Regions from separate parts of the Sus scrofa genome. Here regions 2 and 3 are each linked to region 1. The links are chromatin contacts, called in public Hi-C and promoter capture Hi-C maps. All regions are on one chromosome and are shown on one strand. The core of a region is the stretch at or near the end of the contact, and the rest is flanking DNA. Distances in the headings are between cores, read along the strand shown.

The links. Promoter capture Hi-C pulls out the DNA fragments that hold promoters and counts their contacts. Hi-C and Micro-C count contacts between places; a contact is called where the count stands out from the background.
Region 2: a Hi-C map of retroperitoneal adipose tissue shows a contact between it and region 1, with 1.8 times the contacts expected there. The contact joins two enhancer-like sites. A contact is called at or near these places in 2 of 47 Hi-C or Micro-C datasets (retroperitoneal adipose tissue and subcutaneous adipose tissue) and 1 of 2 datasets of contacts at active chromatin or transcription factors (alveolar macrophages).
Region 3: a contact with region 1 is called in a promoter capture Hi-C map of liver, with 6 times the contacts expected there. The contact joins the promoter of FCHSD2 here to the enhancer-like site in region 1. A contact is called at or near these places in 4 of 5 promoter capture datasets (fetal liver, fetal skeletal muscle and liver), 20 of 47 Hi-C or Micro-C datasets (alveolar macrophages, blood, embryonic fibroblasts and 9 more) and 2 of 2 datasets of contacts at active chromatin or transcription factors (alveolar macrophages and skeletal muscle).

What each region holds. Positions count from the first base shown.
Region 1 is chr9:7,450,934-7,455,814 of Sscrofa11.1, reverse strand. All of the region lies in intron 8 of FCHSD2 (F-BAR and double SH3 domains protein 2), which reads left to right. Among named protein-coding and RNA genes, the nearest start is that of ATG16L2, 110 kb to the right of the region's middle. Within about 2 kb of position 2,119, at least 6 of the 83 cell types and tissues checked have an H3K27ac peak or open chromatin away from gene starts, as enhancers often do. A contact at or near this core is called in liver and retroperitoneal adipose tissue, where this site is marked.
Region 2 is chr9:7,284,474-7,289,354 of Sscrofa11.1, reverse strand. All of the region lies in intron 1 of ARAP1 (arf-GAP with Rho-GAP domain, ANK repeat and PH domain-containing protein 1), which reads left to right. Among named protein-coding and RNA genes, the nearest start is that of ARAP1, 14 kb to the left of the region's middle. Within about 2 kb of position 1,929, at least 18 of the 83 cell types and tissues checked have an H3K27ac peak or open chromatin away from gene starts, as enhancers often do. A contact at or near this core is called in retroperitoneal adipose tissue, where this site is marked.
Region 3 is chr9:7,617,523-7,622,403 of Sscrofa11.1, reverse strand. It overlaps FCHSD2 (F-BAR and double SH3 domains protein 2), which reads left to right and starts at 2,444. Exons shown (of 20, transcript XM_021102293.1): 1 at 2,444-2,569. The coding sequence starts at 2,555.

The DNA.
Region 1 (4,881 bases), core at 870-3,369:
CACGTTCGTTTCCGCTGAGCATGGCGGGAACGCTCATGCACTTTAATTGGGACTACCCTGAATTTATAGGTTACTTGGATAATGTCTTTTAACCCTGAGTCTTCTCATCTCAATACTGTTTCCCTCATGGAAAAGTAGAGCATTCCTGTGAAACTTTACATAAGCTAGAACGGCACAAAGTGAAGAAGCAGTTACCTTAGGACACGAGTTGCTAACAGATGCACAGAATAATTTAAGATAAAGCACAGCTGCTCACAGCACGATTCAAAGCTATGGCAGCTTGGTGTTGAGATGCTGGGTGTAGTTTCTGAAGAAGGACTTGGCGGACCCCTCTTGCAGCTTAGTGTATGTGTGTACGTGCTCCCTCTAAACAGCTCACTACTAAAAAACACCAAATGCTGTTTTGCTTTTTGTCTTTTTAATTTTTTTGTTAAGTTAAAAATCCTCCTCAGATTTCTTTCAGTTAGCAAAAAAACATGTACTAGTGCAAGTGTTTTTGGAAAAGTGAAGCAGCATAAAGCAAACTTTCAAAAAGTAGTGGATAACTGTATTTTTGGGGGGGTTCTTTTATCCTTTGGTTAATGCTTCTCATTTTCTTCCTAATGGTGTAGAACATCATTTTTCCCATTTTAGAGTTTTTGTTGCTCTCTTGGATGTTTTTTGTTTACATTCCTTACTTATTTGTTCATAATGCGTATAAACGGTACTGTCCATTATATTAATCTAGTGACAGTTTCTAAACAGCTTTACTAAGATAATTTTCATGCCATAAAATTCATCCATTATAAGTATACAATTCATTTATTCTCAGAAAATTTATAAAATTCACAATTTCATTTTAGAAAATTTCTATCACTTCTGAAAGTTCCTTCATATACCTATTAGTAGCTAATGCCAGCTCACACTCACAGCCCCAGACAACCACCAGTCTGCTTTTCTGTCTCTATAGATTGCTTTTTCTGGACATTTTACATAAATGGAATCATACAATGCGTAGTTTTTTATGTCTGGCTTCTTTCACTTAGCATGTTTTTGAGATTGCTGATAAATTGATCAACATTGTAACATTTATCAGCAGTTCATTTTTAAAAATTTTTGATAATTCTCCACTATGTGGAAACGCCACATTTTTGTTTATCAACTCACCAGTTGTTAGACTTTTGGATTTTTTCTAGGTTTTTTACTATTTTTAGCAATTTAGCTGTGAATATTCATATACAAGTCTTTATGTGAACAAATGCTTTTCTTTCTCATGCATAGATTCTTAGCTGTGGAGATTCCTTACTTGTTGAGTCCCTGCCATATTTTCCTTTTAATTCTTTGAACATTTTTATAAAACTTGCTTTAAGGTCTGTGTCTACAAAATCAAATATCTTGACCCACTCAGGCAATTTTTATTACCTCCTTTTTTTCTCTGAGTGTGGATTAACATTTTAATGTTTCTTTGCATGTCTCAACTTTCTGTTAAAACTAGGCATTTGAGATTATAATTGTGGAGTATCTGGATTTTTTTTTTTGCCCCTCTGGGGGTTTGTTTTTGTTCCTGTTTTTGTCAAGTTGGTTGGTTGGTTGGGTCTTTGCTTGCCCAGACTAATTCTGCAGAATCTGTCTGTTCTGCAGAATGCTGCCACTGAGATCTCTGCTCGGTTTCTTTTTTTATTCTTATTTTTATGCTTGGATTTCTGTGATTCATCCCTGTGTCTGCATAGCTTGGCAATCAGTCTGTGATTGGTCAGAAATTGTGCTGAAACATCTCAAATCAGTAAGACTTTCACCCTTTGGCTGGATCTGTGGTCCTTGGGGAGTAAGTTCAGAGTTCAGGCCAACTTACCTTGCTTGTGCCCTCTAAGGTCTCATCTGCATGTGTAAAGAGCCTCCCTGTCAGCCAGGGATTCATGGAGAGTTTATGGCTCTTTGATTTCCAGGACTTTGTGTTAAATTTTTGGCTAATCTGCTGATCAGGGGCTCATCCCAACGGGGACCTCAGTCTCAGGATTAGCAGAGCTGTTGTCTTTCCTGATGCACTGGACATGAGTTTTTTAAACCTCTGCTCCATATTAGGTTAGTCTCCCTGGCATTGAACTTGCTGGTTTTCACCACCAGCCTTTCCTTGGTAACACTATTACCTAACTGAACAGAGCTGGGAACGGCCCCAGGCAAGAATGCCACTCTTCTTACCCAGAGGTCAGCAGTTTTTCAATTTATTGTTTGCTTTTGTTTGATTCCCAGAGCTGTAATAGCTATAAACACATACATTAAAAAAGAAGAAAGATCTCGAATGTCTAACTAAACCTTCCGTCTTAGAAACTAGGAAATAGAAAAATAAGAGGAAACTAAACCCAAAGCAGAAGAGAAGGAAGGAAATAATAAACAGAGCAGAGATAAATGAAGTCAGAAATAGAAAAACAATAGTGAGAATCAGAAAAAAAGAGAAGTTGATTTCTTGGAAAGGTCAACAAAATTGACAGGCTTTTAGGTAGACTGACTCTATTCATTTCCTAGGACTGCTGTAACAAATTACCACAAATATGGTGGCTTAAAATGATAAAAATTTACTCTCTCACAACTCTGAAAGCCAAGAGTCTAAAATCAAGGTGTTAGCAGGGTTAGTTCCTTCTGGAGGTTCTGAGGGAGAATCCATTCTGTCTATTAACCAAGGAGGTATAGGATTTGTACACTGAAGAGTACACAATTTTGTTGAAGAAATTAGAGACCAAAATAATTGGAAAGACGTCCCATGTTCATGAATTAGAAGGCTTAGTATTGTTTAGATAGTAGTACTGCCCAAATTGTCCTGCAGGTTCAGTGCAGCCTCTCTCAGATTTCCAACTGCATGTTATGTAGAAATTGGGAAGTTAATCCTGAAATTTTTGGGGTGTTGTAAGAGCTCTTTAACAGTTAAAATAATCTTGAGAAAGAACAACAAAGTTACAGGACTCACTTTCTGTTTTCAGAATTTACTCTAAAATCAAAGTGGTGTGGTACTGACGTTAAGTATAGACACACAGATGAGTGGAGTAGAATCGAGAGTCCAGAAATATGCCCATATGTACACGGTCAGTTCATTTTCTACAGTAGTCTTTGCAACAAATGGTACTGGGACACCTGTATATACACAGACAGAAGGAAGACATTGGAGCCTTACTTTTCACCATGTACAAAAATTAACTCAAAATGGATCGAAGACCTAAATGTAAGAACTAAAAACTACAACCCTTAGAAGGAAGCATGAGGACAGATCTTCATGACCTTGGATTTGGCAGTGGATTCCGAAGTGGATGGGACACCAAAAGCACAAACAACAAAATGGAAAATAAATTAGGGGGAATTCCTATTGTGGTGCAGTAGAAACAAACCCAAGTAATATCCATGAAGATGCGGCTTTGATCCCTGGCCTTGCTCAGTGGTTTGGGGATCCAGTGTTGCTGTGAGCTGAGGGTAGGTCACAGACACAGCTCAGATCCCTTGTTTCTGTGGCTGTGGTGTAGGCCATGTAGGCGGCAGCTGTAGTTCTGATCTGACCCCTAACCTGGGAACTTCTATATGCTGTGGGTGCCATCCTAAAAAGCAAAAAAAAAAAAAAAAGAAGTTAGAATTCATCAAAATTAAAACCTTTGTGCATCAAAGGACTCTGTCAAGAAAGCAAGAAGACAATTTATAGAACTGGAGCAAATACTTATAACTAATATATCTGATAGAATTTAAGTATCAAAAATGTATAACAAACTGTTGCAGCTCAATAACAAAAGGCAAACAGCCCAGTTAGAAAGCGAGAAGATAATTTGAATGGACGTTTCCACAGATATATACGAATGGCCAATAAGCACATGAAAATATGTTCAGAATCATTAGGCATTAAGGAAATGCTAATGAAAATCACAAGATACCACTTCGTACCTACTAGGATGGCTATGATAAAAGTAAAATGAATGGGAGTTGCCTGGTGGCTCAGCTGGTTAAAGATCTGGTGTTGTCAACTTCCACATGCTATGGGCGCAGCTAGGTAAACAACTCCAGCTCGACTCTGAAGCAGTAAACCAACATCACTCTTGATTTCATTTCGGCATATCCCTCTAATTTTTTCTATGCATATATTGCATATACATCAAAATTGGTGTCATTTTGTTTTCACAAGGACTTTTTTCACATGAAATACATTTTGAAATATTTCTAACTTTAAATATTACCTGAAAATGTGATTTTAATGACCATGTAGTATTTGATTATATTAATATGCCATAGATTTTCTTGCCCCTTTTCGTCTATTTTTATAAATCTGTAGTGAAGATTCTTTTATACAAATCTTTGTGTACCTCTTTGATAATTTCCCTGAGGTAACTTTTTAAAAATACATTCCCTGATCAAAAACAAAGATTTGTTAACATTTTCCATATAGACTGATTACCTTTCAGAAATATTATATTAATTTAAATTCCTAAAAACAGGGTGCAAAAGTACCTATTTCCTGAATGCTTATCAAAACTGTGTTTTAAAATTAAATAACTATACCTATAATTGCGACAGTTTGAATAAATGTAATATTCTTGATATTATTTTAATTTTTGGCTTACTGATAAGTTGAACATTTTCATTTTGTACTATTACAACTCTTCTGAACAGTTAAAAGTTGAAGAAGAGATGGGTCATTAAAAGGACAGGATAGAAGTTCCCGACATGGCGCAGTGGAAACGAATCCGATTAGGAACCGTGAGGTTGCGGGTTTGATCCCTGGCCTCACTCAGTGGGTTAAGGATCCGGCATTGCCGTGAGCTGTGGTGTAGATCACAGACGCGGCTGGGATCCTGCATGGCTGTGGCTGTGGTGTCGGCCAGTGGATACAGCTCCGATTGGACCCCTAGCCTGGGAACCTCTATACGCCGC
Region 2 (4,881 bases), core at 680-3,179, 170 kb after region 1:
AAAGGAACTCCTCTTTTTTTTTAAATGGTCATATCCACAGCATATGGAAATTCCCAGGCCAGGGATTAAATCTGAGCCACAGCTGCAACCTAGGCCACAGCTGTGGCAACACCAGATCCTTTAACCCACTGTGCCACAGCAGGAACTCCAAGAGGCATTTTTTCTAATTTTCTCAGTGGCCCCAAACTGGTTGGTGGCAGCCCTGCTTTCCCCAGGAGACTGCGTGGGTGCACCCAGTGTGGGCTGGAGGAGGTCTGGGGCAGTGGGTATCTGACTTGAGCCCTGCAGGGGGACATGGCTGGAGGTGGGCCATGGGAGTCATTGGTATCTGTGAAACCGAGAATTCCAGGGTGCTGAGGGGGGTCCAGGCTAGAGCCTGGCTATGGGGCCAACACCAAGAGCCCCTGGGGACAGGCCCAGCAAAGCCTTGGGGCTGAGAACAGGAAGTGTCTGTCTTAGCAGCAGAGGTGTGAGCAGATGTGAGTAGCTTCTTGTACACACATGGTGATGTGTCACAGCTCTGCTTTGGGCAGGGAAACTGAGGCTCGGGATGTCACGTGACTTGACGAGGGCTTCAGGCCAGAAGTGATGGAGCCAGGACTGGACCTTGGACTTGCCTGGCATCCCGGGGGAATGAGTTCTGGCCTGGAGCCACTGGCGCCCAGCTCCCCACCAGATGGCTGAGGCAACCTTGTAAACACCCAAGCCCGGGAGTTCCCATTGTGGTGCAACAGAAACAAACCCAGCTAGTATCTGTGAGGATGTGGGTTCAATCCCTGGCCTTGCTCAGGGGGTTAGGGATCCAGCGTTGCCGTGAGTGTGGTGTAGGTTGCAGGTGTGGATCGGATCCCGCTTTGCTGTGGCTGTGACTGTGGTGTAGGCGGGCAGCTGTAGCTCCCTAGCCTGGCAACTTCCATGTGCCACAGGTGTAGCCCTAAAAAGACAAAAGAAACAAAAACAGACAAACAAAGAAACCCACCCAAGCCCTGGGGCCCTGACCCAGCCCTCACTGTCCTGAAGTCTGCTCCTTGTCAGCCCTCACCAGTCCTGGGACTCAGAGGAGAGGCCACATCCCAGTGGGATGGGGTGGAGGTCTGGAGCCTGGGTACGCGCCAGGGCAGAGCTCAGGGGCTGGGTTAGGGCAGGAGACCCCAGTGGGCCTCCCTCCATATGCCATGGCCACCAGTCCCCGAGAACCAGAAAAGGGGCTTCTTGGTCCAAGGGTTTGTCCGCTGCCTGGCGGGGCTGGAGGGAGCTGACCTCTGGCGGGGGGGCGGGGGGGTGCACTTCTGCACCCTCTGTGCTGGGAGCCCAGCCCACACCCAGTTCCTCATATCTAAGGGAAGTGTCCCCGAGCTGTGTTGATTGCGCCAACAGAGTCCTGAGAGAACCTCCAGCCGGGCGCCGGACCAGGGTGGCCCTGCCCGCAGGTATGACCTGGTGATGGGCGCCGAGGGGGCAGGGCTGGTGGGCAGCCCTACACAGTCAGGCTGTTGGCAGCGAGTGTGGGCCCGAGGCCGTGGGTGTGCTGGGGGCTGCTGGCTGGGTGGGGCGGGGGTTGCGTCCCTGGAGGCCGTGTGAGGGCGCGTTGGGGGTGCCGCCAGGGTGTGGTTAGGAGACCCGGCCTGGCTGAAGCTGGCCCGGAACTGCTCTTGGTTGCTGTGTGGGGCGCTCTGAGAGCTGGGCTGAGGTCTGGTCTCTGGGGTCCCCGGCCAGCCAGCCTGGGGTGGGCTGCTGCCCTGGGCCTGTCCTCCTCCCTCCTGCTCCCCCGCTGCTGGGCCCTCCCTTGAGCGCAGAGCCGGGCTCTGTGCAGAGGGGCTCCAGCTGCAGTGGGGGAAGGGGCCCGGCCGGCCGCGGGGACTCTCCAGAGGCAGCGAGGAAGGAGTTCGGACCTTCCGGGCTGCTCCTTCCAGGCCTGACTCATTCATGCAAATCAGATGCAGAGGTGGCTCACACCCACGTGGGCACCGGAGGGCCGATGCTGAGCTCACCTGGGTGTCACTCCTGTCCTTTCACATTCCCTGTTCCTGGCCCACGGAACTCGATCTCCAGGTCCTGTCCCATCCCCGGGGCTCACGTGCTCAGTTAGCTCCCTTTGCTTGGAAGTGTGACATCCTGCTCATCCTTCAAGGCCCAGCTCGCGAGAGTGTCCTCCGGAAGCCTCACTCCTCTGCCAGACAGACAGCCGCGTCCTCCGAGGGCCCTCTTGGCTCTAGCAAGTACCTGGCGAGTTCCTCCTGCTGCGCCCTCCTAGGAACAGGGTAAAGATCCCAGGCCTAGGGCTGCAGTGGGGACCACACAGGTGAAGGCGGAAGTCTGGCGGGGGCCGGGCCCCTGGTGGGTTTGTAGGAAATGTAGGGAGTGTGCCCAGCCTAAGCTAAAGCTCAGGCCACCTTCCTACTGGACCCGCAGAATTGGTGTCCCTGGTCATTCGTGGGCAGGGGTGGTGTGACAGAGAGCCTGGGCTGGGACAGGGAGGGGTGATGAGATTTAAACTGCCCTTCGGGGTCGGAATGGTAAAGGACAGCAAGGTGAAAGCTTTGCTCCAGCAAGAGGGACTCAGGTCAGACCTGAAGAAGGACTGGCTGGCAAGGACTAGAGATTGCTTACGCCTGGACTGAGTGCCCTTGGGAGCCCAGTCCAGTCCGGTCCTAGGCCCTGCTATGGAGGGCAGCAGGGGGACAAGAAGGGGTACAGACACTCGGGATACACCAGGCCAGTTTGGAGGTTGGATGGAGATGGACCCCAAGAATGGGACAACCTAGAACAACCAGGATCAGAAGAGAAGCAGCGCTGAGCATGGCTTCGCCTTGGAGGCCTAGGAACCGGAGGGGGTGGCAGTCAGTGAGGACTTTCTGGAGGAGGCTGCTGGGAATCAGACTTTCTGAAGGCGGGAGGATGTGGGTCACTTATTCATTGTCAGGAGGCAGTTTGGGGACTGTCATGTGTCCAGCTGGTACCTGGTGTGAACAGTGACCAGAGCTTGGGGCATGTCCCGACGCTTGGGCAAGTCACTTCCTCCCTGCGGGCTGGTTTCTTCATGTGCAAACGGCACGGCTGGAGCAGGCCAAAGGATGGGCCGAGGAGCTGGACCTGGGGACGCTGGAGACCGTGGAAGGGCTTTGAACCAGGGTCGGGCCCATGGCTGGCCCAGCAGAGCCACGCCGGAGTGAGACAGGAGAGGCAGGGCAGCCGGTGGAAGCCCCAGCTGAGCCTTTGCCGTAGCGGGGCGGGGAACCTCCAACTTGTGGCCTTGTGGCCGTTCTGTCGCAACAGGGTGACACTCTCCTCTGCTGGTCCCTGCTTCCCTGGGGGCGAAGGCTCAGTGATGTGTCATAGCAGCCAAAGGGCTGAAGCCTCCAAACGGGGCTTGGGAAGGAGCAAGCGGGGGAGGCACTGGCTTATACAGACTTAATCAGACTCGGAGGGGCACAGAGGGCGACCACAAGCTTAGTCATCGAGGGAAAGAATATTTTTAGGATTTTTTTTTTCTTTTTCTTTTTTCTTTTTACAGCTGCATCTATGGCATATGGAAGTTCCCAGGCTAGGGGTCGAACTGAAACTGCAGCTGCCAGCCACGGCCACAGCCATGGCCACATCTGCCACCTACACCACAGCTCACAGCAATGCCGGATCCTTAACCCACTGAGGGAGGCCAGGGATTGAACCCACATCCTGTGGACACTGTGTTGGGTTCTTAACCCACTGAGCCACATTGGGTACTTCAGGAAATATTTTTTTAACTCAAAATTAATGAAAAAAAATCCAAGATAAACAAACTATCAAGAATTGAGGAGTTCCCATCCTGGCTCACTGGTTAATGAACCCGACTTGTATTCATGAGGGCATGGGTTCGATCCCTGGCCTTGCTCAGTGGGTTAAGGATCCAGCACTGCCATGAGCTGTGGTGTAGGTCGCAGACGAGGCTCGGATTCTGTGTTGCTGTGGCTGTGGTGTAGGCTGGCAGCTACAGCTCGGATTCCACCCCTAGCCTGGGAACCTCCAAATGCTGCAGGTGTGGCCCTCAAAAAAATAAAATAAAAAATTTAAATAAAGTGTTGCTAGATGTTTTCTTCGCCTGCATGGCTCAGCAGGGCATGGCTCCAAACTTCTTTTTCCAATGAGCTGCCTCCTCCAGGACGCCTTCCCTGACTGCCAGCCTGGTGAGGGCCAGTGGGCTGTTTTCACCGGCTGGGTGGTATCTGATATCCTCTAGCCCGAGATTCCTGGAAGGCTCAGATTCAGGTCTGAGGTCTGGCCCATGTCTCTAAAGCCCTGAGTGAGACTGTCCTAGAGGGGTGTCAGGGAGACCTCCTGAGTCTGCCCTTGCTCTAACGCTTCTAGTGCAGGAATAGGAACTTGAGAGAGGCCCGGGCTGGGGGCAGGGGGCGGGGGGGGACTGAACCCCCCTCAGGGACAGAGGTGGTTTCCTGTTTCCCAGTCGTGGTCATTCCAGCAGCGCCCTAGGGACCCTCATCCAAGCCAAGAGATAACTGACCAACTAAACTAGGGGATGCTACTCATACCCCAAGCATAGGGCTACTTTTCCTAAAGCACCTTTCATTCATCACGTTGAATCCTCGCAACAGGGCCAGACCTGGAGCACCTGCTCCCTCACAGCCTGGTTGTCGCTTTCGAGAGGCAGTGAGCAGAGTGCTGAAGAGTCTGGAGCTGCACCGTCCAGTAGAAATGTAATTTGAGCCACAAGTGTGATTTTAAATGTTCTCGTAGTCTAATAAGGACCAGGTGAAATTAATTTTAATAATGCATTTAATCCAAACATCCAAAACACTGTGATTTCATTACGTACTAAGTAGGAAATTTTACCGAGCTATTTTATATTCTTGTTTTTGGTACTAAGTCTTCAAAATCCAGTGTGTG
Region 3 (4,881 bases), core at 1,195-3,694, 170 kb before region 1:
GACAGCAGCAGTGGGGAGGATGCCCGTGAGCCCCGTGGTCCTTGAAGTGTCCAATCTGGAGCACATGTCAGTACCTGCAGCCTGGGGTAACCGATGTAGTGGCAGCCAGGGCTGTGCTCAGAACCTCTGGGCTCCAGTCCAGGGCTTGTCCCTTGAGATTGTGTGTCCTCATCCATTGCTCTGGATGAGCCTCGGTTTGTTTGTTTGTTTGTTTGTTTATGGCTTTTCAGGGCTGCACCTGTGGCATACGGAGGTTCCCAGCCTAGGGGTCACATCGGAGCTGTAGCTGCTGGCCTAGACCGCAGCCAAAACAGTGCAGGATCTGAGCCACGTCTGCGACCCACACCACAGCTCATGCCAACACCAGATCCTTAACCCACTGAGTGAGGCCAGGGAACGAACCCACATCCGCATGGATACTATTCGGGTTCATTACCGCTGAGCCACAGGACCTTCAGAGCCTCCGTCTAATGAGGCTGGATGAGACGGTGTCCAAATGCCATGACCTGATGGCCTGGAGAACATACCTGTCTCCTTCGCTCCACGGTGTGTGGGGAGAGGGCATATCTAGCTGGTACCACCAGACCCCCAGCTTCTACCCTTCCCTCTGTATCTCTAATATCCTACCTTTGGCCCCAGTCCCCTGAACCAGCCCTTCTAGCGGGGCCACTTCTGACTCTGCAGCTGGGTGCCCAGGAGTGAACACACCCACCTCATCCCCCATGTACTCTCCGTGTGACCTTGGGTGAGGCATTGACCTCTTCTGGGTCTCAGTTTTATCATCTCTATAGTGGGGATCATCAGGCCTACCTTAGAAGAATGTGCGGAGACTTGGAAGCGGTTCCCCATGGCAGATTGGAGGGCACGCATCTACAGGAAGTCTTCCTTGACCTCCTGGGACGGCTCAGGTGCCTTCGCCGGCTCTCCAGGTCTGCCCTTCCCTCCCTCATGCCCCCTCCGCACTGTGGGGTCATCGGCTCCCCATGAGCCCATCCCCCACCAGGCTAGGCCGCCCCCCCCCAAGGCCAGAAGGCCCCAGGGCCCAGTGCAGGGTCCTCCAAGGTGAAGGGCATGAGAAGCTCATTGGCCAACAAGGGAGTGAACCAAGCCTGGGAAAACACAAAAGGTTGTGCAGAAGTCGGGGAGCCTGACGTCGGCGGGGCCTCCTTGACCGCGGGCACCGGGTGGGAATAGAGCGAGCTCCTTGGAGCCCTCCTCTCACTTCTCTATTGGTGAATTCATCCTTGAAGGTCCCTGGGAAGCATGTGTTTCCCCGAGACAGCTGGTCACCTGCGCACAGGACACGCCACGTGGGCCGGGGGCAGGGAGGGGCTGGGGGAGGGGAAGGGGAGGTCCCTGCCGAAGATGCTTTATGCGGATGCTATATGCGGATGCTATCGCGGTGCCTCTCTCCTCACCCCCTGGTGAGTTTCCTGAAGGCGAGACCCCGTTGGCGCTCATATACCCAGCACCGGCTCTGGTGTGAATTCAAAACAGGTTGGGGAGAGGAAAAAAATAGATGGAAGCAGTGATTTCGGAATCCGACTTGGGGTTGAATTGCCTCCCCTTTCATGGCCCTCTCAGCCTTGGAGAATATTAAGTTACCAAGCTGTCGTCTTCCTACCAGAGGCAGCCTTCAGGCACATGTAGGCTTAGTGTGAGCTGGTGAGGCCTGATAAAGAACCGTGAGGATATATTCTCGACCCTGTTTTTGCGTCTGGATCTTCCTCTCTTTGGAGGGAAGGCCACAGAAACCGCACCCTAGGCATTAGAGGACCCTGGATATCCCAAAGATGTTCCTCAAACACTTGATCTGGGCCTATTTACTCACATTTTACACACTAGTTTTACACCTTTGGCGATCTGATTGCAGACGGCGTAGAGGTTAATTGGGGATGTGAGGATGCTGCCGCTGCAGGCAGGCAGGCAGGCAGGCAGCAGGCAATCACCAAGGCAGCAGAGAGGAACAGTACCTGATGAGACAACGGAAGACAACAATACGCAGGCAAAAGCACTTAAAAGCAACACAGATGGGACCATTTAGTTCAGGTCAGCCCTCCCTTAAAAATAAAAGCCCCTGGGTACATGGCTGCTTCCGCTCTGGGAAAGTCCTTTTCTGGACCTCGGGCTCCCCATCTGTGAAAGGAACAGGCTCCATCAAGGGCTCTGAGGGGTTATGAGTCTGCAGGAGTTTCTTCATATGAAACCTTTCGCTCTATAGCTGGACAGGTCAAATGAGGTCAAGACTCCAACCTCCGAGTGTTTTGGGTAATCAGGCTTTCCCGCCGCAAACCCCCAAGGGGGGAGACCGTGCTTAGGGGGAGTCCACCTCCCAAGCGGTCTGAGCTTGGCTTCCAAGAAGAAACAAAACTCCCCAGGAGCTGGCACAGAGCCTGCGGCCACGGTCGGCTTGCTGCCTACGGAAGGGGTGAAAAGGAAGCCTGGCTCTGAGCGAGACGGAAGTGCTTGAAGGCTGACAGTTGCTCTCGGTGCTCTGCAGCCAGGAGGGAAGTAAAACTGTCTGGGCATCTGGCAGCTTCCACCCTGAAAGCCCATGGGACAGCAACAGGTGAGGCCTGGTGTAGGCCTGCTCTCTGGTCCAGAGCCCTGGCCCACGCGGGCCAGGGCGCAGGGAGGGGCCGGGGCAGGGGAAGGGGAGGCCCCTGCAGAAGAGGGAGCTTATTCACAGCCTAGTGGGAGATAACTACAGTTCATCACGATTATTGATGTGCATGTGGGTGCTGAAAAACTGTCAACAGAGAGCATCTAATCCAGCCTGGGGCTCAGAGGAAGTTCCAGTGACTTGCCCAAGGTCACATAGCTAAGAAGCGGTCCAGCAGGGGCCAGAGACTGAAACGGAAGTGGGGGTTCAAAAAAAGACACAACACCATCGAAGCCTAGTGGGCTTGGGCTTAGTGTTGTCATCAAGGTCTGAACAAGGCTATGGAGACCCCGAGGCAGGGGGATTCATTCTGAAAGGTTTTCCAGAAGCTGGAGTTTTGAGCTGGGGTTTGAAGGATGAATATGAGTCTATCAGGCAGAGAAGGGGGCAAAGGCAGGTTCAGAAGGGCGAAGATGCTGGAAGAACCCGACAAGTTCCAACACAGCGCGTGTGTGTGTTCTTTGGGGAACAAATACACTGAAGAGACGCGGCTGGGTGGGCCGGCAGGAGCTGGGCAGAGAAAGGCCTAGAATGTCACATTAAGAAGCCTGTGCTCTGTGGGCAGGGCAGAGGGAGCCATAGAAGGGTCTCGAGCAAAGGAGCGCCTGGGTCAAAACAGCGAGTCAAATGGCTTGGCCAAGCTGTTCAGGAGGGCAGAGCACAGGGCGGAGCTGGGCAGGGGGAGAGGCGGGAATCATGGCACAGAGGCAGTAACAAGATTGCAAGACTGAAGGTACCTAGGTCAGGGTCGGGCCCAACCCCTGTTGAGAAATTGAAACTTTTTTTTTTTTTTTGAGAAATTGAAACTTTGTTAGGAGCCCACAGAGGTGTAGAGGAAATGAGAACAGAAAACGGGGCCTTGCCAGGGCTGCGGTCTGGGCAGGTGCCGTCAGGGAGGAAGTGAAAGGGTTGGGGTGACAGCTCAGTCCAGAGGGAGGTGGGAGAGCTTGTGTGGAACGTGGGAGGCCTGGCCTCGGGTGGGAGCCCTGTGCCAGGCTAGTGCGGCCTTGGGCGCCGTGTCCCCGGAGGCCAAGAGGCCCTTGCCATGGACCTCTGTGTGGCCCACCAAGCCCCTGCCCCTCAGGGATCCCGCTTCCTCTGCCAAGCCTTTGCTCAGCTCTCTCCTGAGATGAGCCTCTCCTCCCTCTCCTCCCTGCCTTTCCAGGACCCTAGGATTCCGGACCAGGCCCTGCCTGGCCTCTAGCGAGCCTTCTCTGGGCAAAGCAGGTTCCTGACTTCCCACAGCCCTGCCGCCTTCCCTGCCTGCGCGGTGCCATGGCCGTGCCCTGTCTCGAGGCACGTCTTATTTGGTGGTCTTGGTTCAGCCCTCCCGTCCCTGTTACCTGGCTGCAGGTGGCCCTGTCTCCTCTGACTCTGCCCACAGAAGTGCTTTTAGGTGTGACAGTTACGTCAGAAGCAGACCCTGGGGCCCTCAAAGAAGCCAAGTGGCACCCATCTGCCTAGAGCAGGTGCATGGGAGACTCTTCACGGGCCAGGCTGGTTGAGTCTTTGGTCTCAACCTGAGAAAGCCAAACAGGCACATCTAGGTGAAGAGTCCTCTATATATTTTTTGTATTCAATTTTTTTACATTGAAGTATAATTGATGTACAATGTTTTGAATTTTTTGGTTTTTTTTTTTGCTTTTTAGGGCCACACCTGCAGCATATGGACGTTCCCAGGCCAGGGGTTGAAACTGGGCTGCCGCTGCCGGCCTCCACGACAGCTACAGCACCATGGGATCCGAGCCACATCTGCATCTTACACCACAGCTCATGGTAGTGCCGGATATTAAACTCACCAAGTGAGGCCAGGGATTGAATCTTCATCCTCATGGCTACTAGTCAGGTTCATTACCACTGAGCCACAATGGGAACTCTGAGGTACAATTTTATGTATTGCATGTGTACGATATGATGATTCGCAATTTTTAAAGGATATATATATATATATTTTTTTTTTTTCCCCTTGCCTATGGCATGCGGAAGTTCCCGAGTCAGGGAATGGACTCATGCCACAGCTGTAACCAGAACCACAGGAGTGACAATGCCAGATCCTTAACCTGCTGAGCTGCCAGGGAACTCCTCCACTTATGCTTATTATAGAATGCTGGCCATACCCCGTGTTGTACAATATATCTTTATAGCTTGTTTTACACATCAGGGTTTGAGTCTTTTCCCTCCATGTCCCTATATTGCTCCTCCATCTCCCTCTCCTGCTG